Regions from separate parts of the Mus musculus genome. Here region 2 is linked to region 1. The links are chromatin contacts, called in public HiChIP or PLAC-seq maps. All regions are on one chromosome and are shown on one strand. The core of a region is the stretch at or near the end of the contact, and the rest is flanking DNA. Distances in the headings are between cores, read along the strand shown.

Region 1 (3,348 bases), core at 418-2,917:
CAACCCAAGAAAGGGGCTAAGTAGGCTCCTGTTGTATAATCCATTTGTCAGAAAAGTCTTACTGACAGCAGGCAAAAGACTCACAATTTCCTGCACCCCTCTGTGCACGCTATAGCAGCCCTGTCTTCTCCAGTAGTAAGTTCCTGAATCTATTGCAGGGCCATGCTGAAGGTTCAGGATAGACTCAGTGTATTCATAGTTCTTCTCTCATGCCTGGGTCATCCGGCCCCAGTTTCATTTGACCAACCATGTCTCACCCAAGCTGGATTTCTTTCACCTTCCAAATGTACAAAGAATCTATTTTTAAACCTCCCTTATGTCTAGGCCCTGCTTACTGAACTGTAAAGTCTGGAGCAAATGGAGTCTTCTGCAGAATGTCTAGAAGCCCTTGGTAGCGCAGAAGACATGTGTATTTCTTCCTTCTCTCCCTTGCTCTCTGGAATGCAGATGTGGGATACTCTTCTGCGGTGACAACATGGAGAACCGCAAATATGGCAGCTATAGCCTCAGGAAGGCAGTATAGTGTTACAGAAGGTGCACGGTCATGATGAACCTGCCATGGATGGCGGTTTCTTTATGTCAAAAATAATCTTCATCAGATTTAAACCATGTCCTTTCAAAGTTTCTGCCACATCCAGTTCTAACCACCTATCACGATTTTTCTAAAATTCCTTCAAACATGCAAATAACACACATTTGAGGGGTTATTTTAGTTTGTTTTACAATGTTGGAGATCAAAAAACAGGTCTTCATCCATGCTCAGCAAGTGTGCTACCACTGAGCTAAATTCCCAGCTCTTTTCTTACTTATTTTTTTTCTTTTGCAACAGGGTCTCATTAAGTTACCCAGAATGATCTTGAATTCACTGCATATCCCAGGCAACTGAGCAGCCTTTGGAGTTTACATTCTCTTGCTTAGCTCCTGAATTAGCAAGCTAGGATTACAGGCCTGTACCCAGCAGCTTGAGCTTAACATGACTTTCAGTAGAAACTTGGCGATAACGAATAGAGCAAACATATAGCTATCTCAATAGAGGCCGTCATTATTTCCAGGTATTTTCTTATCATTTTGACATAGAAATATTTGTCTTTGTCTCCGTGCATACATAAGCCTTCTCATTCCTTTGTAAGCTCGGACTCTCCCAGGTACATGATTCTTTTTTAAATGCAGTCATCTTGTTAATTCACAGTAACTCCAAACTCCACAGTTTATGTAGCTTTATACTGTCAAGTCGTTTCATGTCTTTCTGTCATTCATTCTATTGAAACTACCCCCATAGCCCTGCATCTTACAAGCAACCATGTCACTAGAGCTCTCCTGGTACTCGTACCAGCAAAAGAGCCACTTTCCCTGGAGATAAATTAAGCAATTCCAATAGAAGTAAGAAGCAGCCACAGCCGGGCTCTTAATCGCATTTTCAACTCTATCATTACTTAATTAAGAAGAAGCAAAAATGCAACTGTGAAAATTTAATGAAATCAGAAATGTTCCCTGCAGATTTTACCCGAGTTTCTGTGTACCATAATATATACCTAGAAAGGCCCAGACTCGGAGCTTGCGAATGCTCCTATGACTAACTCAGAACTGGGAACCATCTCTTCCCACTGAGATTTGCTTCAGTGAGCAAGCTAGTTATCCTCCCAGCCTCAGCCAGCATTGAGGATGTGTGCAGACACTGCCACCTACCGCCCACACTCGCTTACTACATCTGTTACGTGAGCCACCTCCTAAGCCTCCAAGGATCCAGCTCCTTTTTAAAACATGGCATGAAATATTTGCTGTCTGTCTTATTCTTTCAGTTCCCCCGCAGCTTCTAACTATTGCGTGTTCCCTACGAGTATTATGTGCTGTCTGTTATCTTACCATAAACCCCAGGTCCTTCCATTTTCTCCTGGACAAAGAATCAAGTCTGCAGTGTTATAACTGTCTGTGTTTTATCTCCATAACAGGTTATCTTTCTATCTTTGGTGCTATCCCCCTTAAACTATACTTTTCTGCTGACAACTGCTTTACTCTCTCTCTCTCTCTCTCTCTCTCTCTCTCTCTCTCTCTCTCTCTCTCTCTCTCTCGCCCCTCCCTCCCCTCCAACTCTCCCTCCCTCCCTCCCTCCCTCCCTCCCTCCCTCCCTCCCTCCCTCTTTCCCTCCCCCTCTGTCTATTGTGGCTACATTTTGTAACCTTTCTGAGAATTCCTGGAAAGAAAGATGAGCTAAAGAATCTGCTCCTTTCTTCATATACACAGCAAACACACACATTCTCTCTCTCTCTCTCTCTCTCTCTCTCTCTCTCTCTCTCTCTCTCTCTGTGTCTGTCTGTCTGTCTGTCTGTCAGTCTCTGTCGATTTCTCTTTCTCTTAAACACACAAACACACATTCACACACAAACAGGCACACACACACACATACCTGGCTGAGATGTCAGGAGACTCCAGGCACTATGTGCAGAGCAGAGCTTACTCAAACTATGCCACTGCATAAAGAACAGAAGAGGGTGCTTATCACAGCAAGGCTGGGATGACAGTAAGAGCTTTCTGATGCTTTTGTGTTGCAACAAACAGCCAGAACAGTGGAGTCACTGAAAGAAGAAGTGCAGATAAAAGCTATCTTTCCTAGGAAGGGGCAGCACAGACTAGAAGGCAGCTGTGCATCTCCTGACCCTGGCCTACTTGGGGGTAGAAAAGATAAAAGAAAAAGAAGAATCTCAAATAGGTTTGACTCTATTCAACCCTCTGCACCATTCCAAGACAGAAACCTCTGACATGTTGGCTATCACAGAGCCCACAGCGTACCTTCCTGCTTTTCTAGAATACCTAAGAGTCTGAGAAGACATCTGTAGAAAGCTTTGCTCCATTCGTTGTCCTCTGATCACCACCTCTCCTAGCTCTTCCTCAGAACTGCTCAGAAATCCCAGGAGAAGAGAAGTAAAGACTAAGAGAAGGAAAGAAAAGGAGAAGGATGACAGGGGTCCATTAAGCAAAAGGCAAATGGCAAACATTCATCAGAAAGTAAATACAGCAAAGTAAGTGAGAACTGTTATCCAACCCCTGGCAAGACCGTGAGTGTGTGTCCTTTCAGTATGCACACACCACATCAAAGCTCGATTTTATCTAGATTTGATGCCTAAATAGGTGGTTTTCTGATGTGTCATTTCAGGTGTCTTCTTGGTCTCCTTAAGAAAATGCCTTAAATTACCTAAGCCTTCCTGGCTTTCCTGAAAAGATACAAATATGTGAAATTTTCTTTATTGCTTAAGTCAAGTTTAAAAGTATAGTTATGATGATTCAGCATATTCTTGCCAGTGTCTTTACTATGTGCACACCATTCTGAAAGGTCCGACTATATTTTATATG
Region 2 (3,348 bases), core at 475-2,974, 2.4 Mb before region 1:
TAATGATAGACAGATAGTGAATCTTGACTAGTCTGGCTTGGTGATGTTAGAGACAGTATGACATCATTTCCTGACCTTTGTCAAAAGCCCATGAATTACTTAAATAGTTAACAGCTGCTTTAAATATTTTGTAGCAGCTAACTAGAGAAGGCTGTTTGAAAAATGAACACAGCTCTTCTAGAATATTTTCTGGCTTTCTGAATTTGACTGGAAATCTCAAAAATTACCTTAAAATTTTTCTATTAGAATTTGTGACTTTGAAAAATCTCCAAATTTTTAAAGCAGCTTTTCTGACTTTTGTAAGAAAATCTATGAGCTATCCAGAGATCTTGCTGATATATTTTCTACCAAGAGAGCTGTCTCAACCAGAATGAGCTGTCTATAGCAGACTACAGAGCTAATTTCTATCTACAGAGAGCTATCTAGGAAGCTATCTTAAACACAACATAGGCTGTCAGCTAGTAACAAGCCATCTATTTGAATTTGAGTTAATTGTATTCCCACTCCCACACCCCCCCCCCCCCCTTCTCAACTCCCTAAGCATAAGCTGTTTCTTGGAAGCATCCAAATGGGAAAGGAGATGAACTGAGGTGAAAGAGAAGGAAATGGGAGGAAAAGAAGGAGAGCAGGGGATCTCTACTCCTATTACATTGTATGAGAAAATATCCTATGACTAATTAAAGGGGGAATTAATTAGTTAATTTAGTTATTAGAAAAGATTCTTGCTTCTCTTCATTCTTGTAAGTTGACTGATTCTATTATTATATTTTTATTAAGCATTATTATTAATTACTAATTGTTAATATTATTGCTACTGTTGGTTCAAATGAAGATCCTTTTGAATAAATTTAAGAACATCCTTCAAACAGTAAAACCTCAGAGAAAATAACTGAATAAAACCTAATGTAGACAAATCCATAGTTAGGTGAGAAAGTTTTCATAGCATCCACATTCAAGTCCTTACACACAATTAGCAAAAACAGAAATGAAAACTAGAGACGCTTTGTGCTGTAGCTTTAGCAGTTTTCCACCTTTCTCATGGGTATTTGTTTGTATCAAAACAAATATCTACTAGAGAAGAAAGACAAGGTGGTAAAATTTCTAACAGAACAGACTGAGTGCTTACAGTGACAAATACATACCAAACTCCTGTATATAAGTTAGCTTTTCCATCAAGTATTCAAATATTTTACATCATTCCTTTATTAGGAAATATGTCCTATTTTTAATTTTTATGATCACAGGTGATTTTACTTATTCCTCCAGTTGTTGAATGCATCCTATATTTGTGTTCTGAAAAATATATTATACTGTGTCATGTTCCTACAGGCCATTCTTCACAGTAGTTAAATTTTGCCAGGAACTTGGGATTTTTTTTATTATTATAAGTAGTCTACTTATTTCATAATAAAACAACATATGACTATATTGAGTATTTTTATATACTGTTGGTAGATTATTTTGAAGTTGTTTCTTAGAAAATTATTTGGCACTATCACCTGATTAAATCTGAAAATTCTATCTGTTAAACTTTGTATTGAGGCTTTGAAGTGAAAGTCACATTAGATGGGGAATCTGAATTTGTATTGGAAGCCATCGTTCTCAGAAACCTATGTCACTGAACATGTGACAGTAAGGCCCCGCACTTCCTCAACTGAACATTAGAGTTCACAGAAAAGCAGCTTGCAACGAAGCCACAGCATGCAATAAAGTACATACCCCTCTCCAGCATCTGGCTCCACCCCTCAGACCACAGGCATGTATTCCCTTGGGTCTCTGCACTAAGAAGAGTCTTGCAAATAGTCACTTGTAGATTTCCTACCACTTTACTTGCTTTCCCTTACCTTTCTTTAAATTTCTTAGCTCCTGTCTTTTCATGACATTTTCCATCTCACACTGTCTAAATCGAGGAAGAGGTAATGCTGTCATGAGCGGAAGGAATAGTTCTTTACACTGCCCGATCTCAAAGTATCCCACAGAGAAGTAACACTCAACCCATGGTACTATTTAAAATCAGGCACAAAAAAATAACAAAACAGCACAGGGACCTGAGAGTGAAACTGTCCACCTATGGCCATATTGGTGTTTTTTCAAGTGCTAAGAATATACACAAGGAAAAGAACAGTACACGTAGCTAGAAAATTTGGCTTTCCACACTTAGTTGAATGAAAGTAGAGCGTTATTTTTGACCAGAGATAAAATCTACTCAAAATGGATTAAAGACTTAAGTGTATAACCTGAAATGTGAAACAGATGGAGGAAAGCTTAGAGAAAACTCAGCAAGATAATGGAAAGAGCAAGAGCTTCTTTTTTTTTTTTTTTTTTTTTTTTGCTTTTTTTTCCTTTTTTCCTATAAAAGTTTACCAACACCAGAAATAAAACTGAAATCAAATAAATGACACCTTATAAAATTGCCAAAAATCTTTTACATAGCCAAGAAAATTAAAGAATTAACAGAGTAAAAAGAATGCCAAGTATATTCAAATATAGTCTGAATCTTTCTCTGGTAAGAAATTTATTTTTAACATACAGAAAGAAGTTAAAATATCATGACTTATGAATAAACAACCAACCTAAAAATAAGTAATAGATTTAAAGATATCTCTGAAGTAAAACACACAAGTGATTAATCACATATGAAACATTCATTATTCACAACACATATTATTAGTATAATAAAGAATGTGACCAAAATTAGATATTTCTTTACTTCAGTACATTTATCAAAGGCAATGTCTAGTAGATACAAGCCACAAATTGTTAACAAGGACATTGAAACATGAGAAACCTTGTGCATGCTGGTGAGAGTATAGAGTTGTAACTTTGTATGAAATAACAACATTGTGGTTCCTCAATAAAATAAATAAATAATTAAAATCTAGGTTTTGTGATAGGACACAGTAGCAGAACATTGTCCTAACATATACACAGCTATGGATGTGAAATAAAAAAAATATGATGTTGTCAACCCAATACTGTGGCAACCTGGAGGCTATACTCTTTGATACCTCTGTGGAAATTATCAAGCCATAGCAACAAGATGCATGCAAACAAGTTGGCCAAAATTGATGTCCAGCCTAGTGACAAATATATTAAATAAAAACAAAAGATTTTATGTTTTTTTTCAGAAAAATATTTGGAAAATACCCTTTGTAATCAGTGTCTTGAAAAGTTCTATGTTCTAAATCTCTTAGGTTTTTCTACTGTGAATTAGTAGGGCATAAGATTTCTCTCTCATTTTTCAAAGTCAGCCTCCATCAGGAGTTAAAAGGGAACAATAAATGTCTTTCTCTAGAGTTTAGAATACTTTTCAGAACATATAAAATGGATGAAGGCTGACATAGCAAG

The links. HiChIP or PLAC-seq counts read pairs in DNA pulled down with a chosen protein or histone mark.
Region 2: a RAD21 HiChIP or PLAC-seq map of pro-B cells shows a contact between it and region 1, with 11 times the contacts expected there. The contact joins two enhancer-like sites. A contact is called at or near these places in 1 of 39 promoter capture datasets (cranial neural crest) and 1 of 15 datasets of contacts at CTCF or cohesin (pro-B cells).

The regions. Positions count from the first base shown.
Region 1 is chr1:144,405,155-144,408,502 of GRCm38.p6, reverse strand. No RefSeq gene overlaps it. Among named protein-coding and RNA genes, the nearest start is that of Rgs1, 160 kb to the right of the region's middle. Within about 2 kb of position 1,667, at least 9 of the 459 cell types and tissues checked have an H3K27ac peak or open chromatin away from gene starts, as enhancers often do. A contact at or near this core is called in pro-B cells, where this site is marked.
Region 2 is chr1:146,806,342-146,809,689 of GRCm38.p6, reverse strand. The region is part of intron 6 of Brinp3 (bone morphogenetic protein/retinoic acid inducible neural specific 3); the gene reads right to left. Among named protein-coding and RNA genes, the nearest start is that of Brinp3, 310 kb to the right of the region's middle. Within about 2 kb of position 1,724, at least 8 of the 459 cell types and tissues checked have an H3K27ac peak or open chromatin away from gene starts, as enhancers often do. A contact at or near this core is called in pro-B cells, where this site is marked.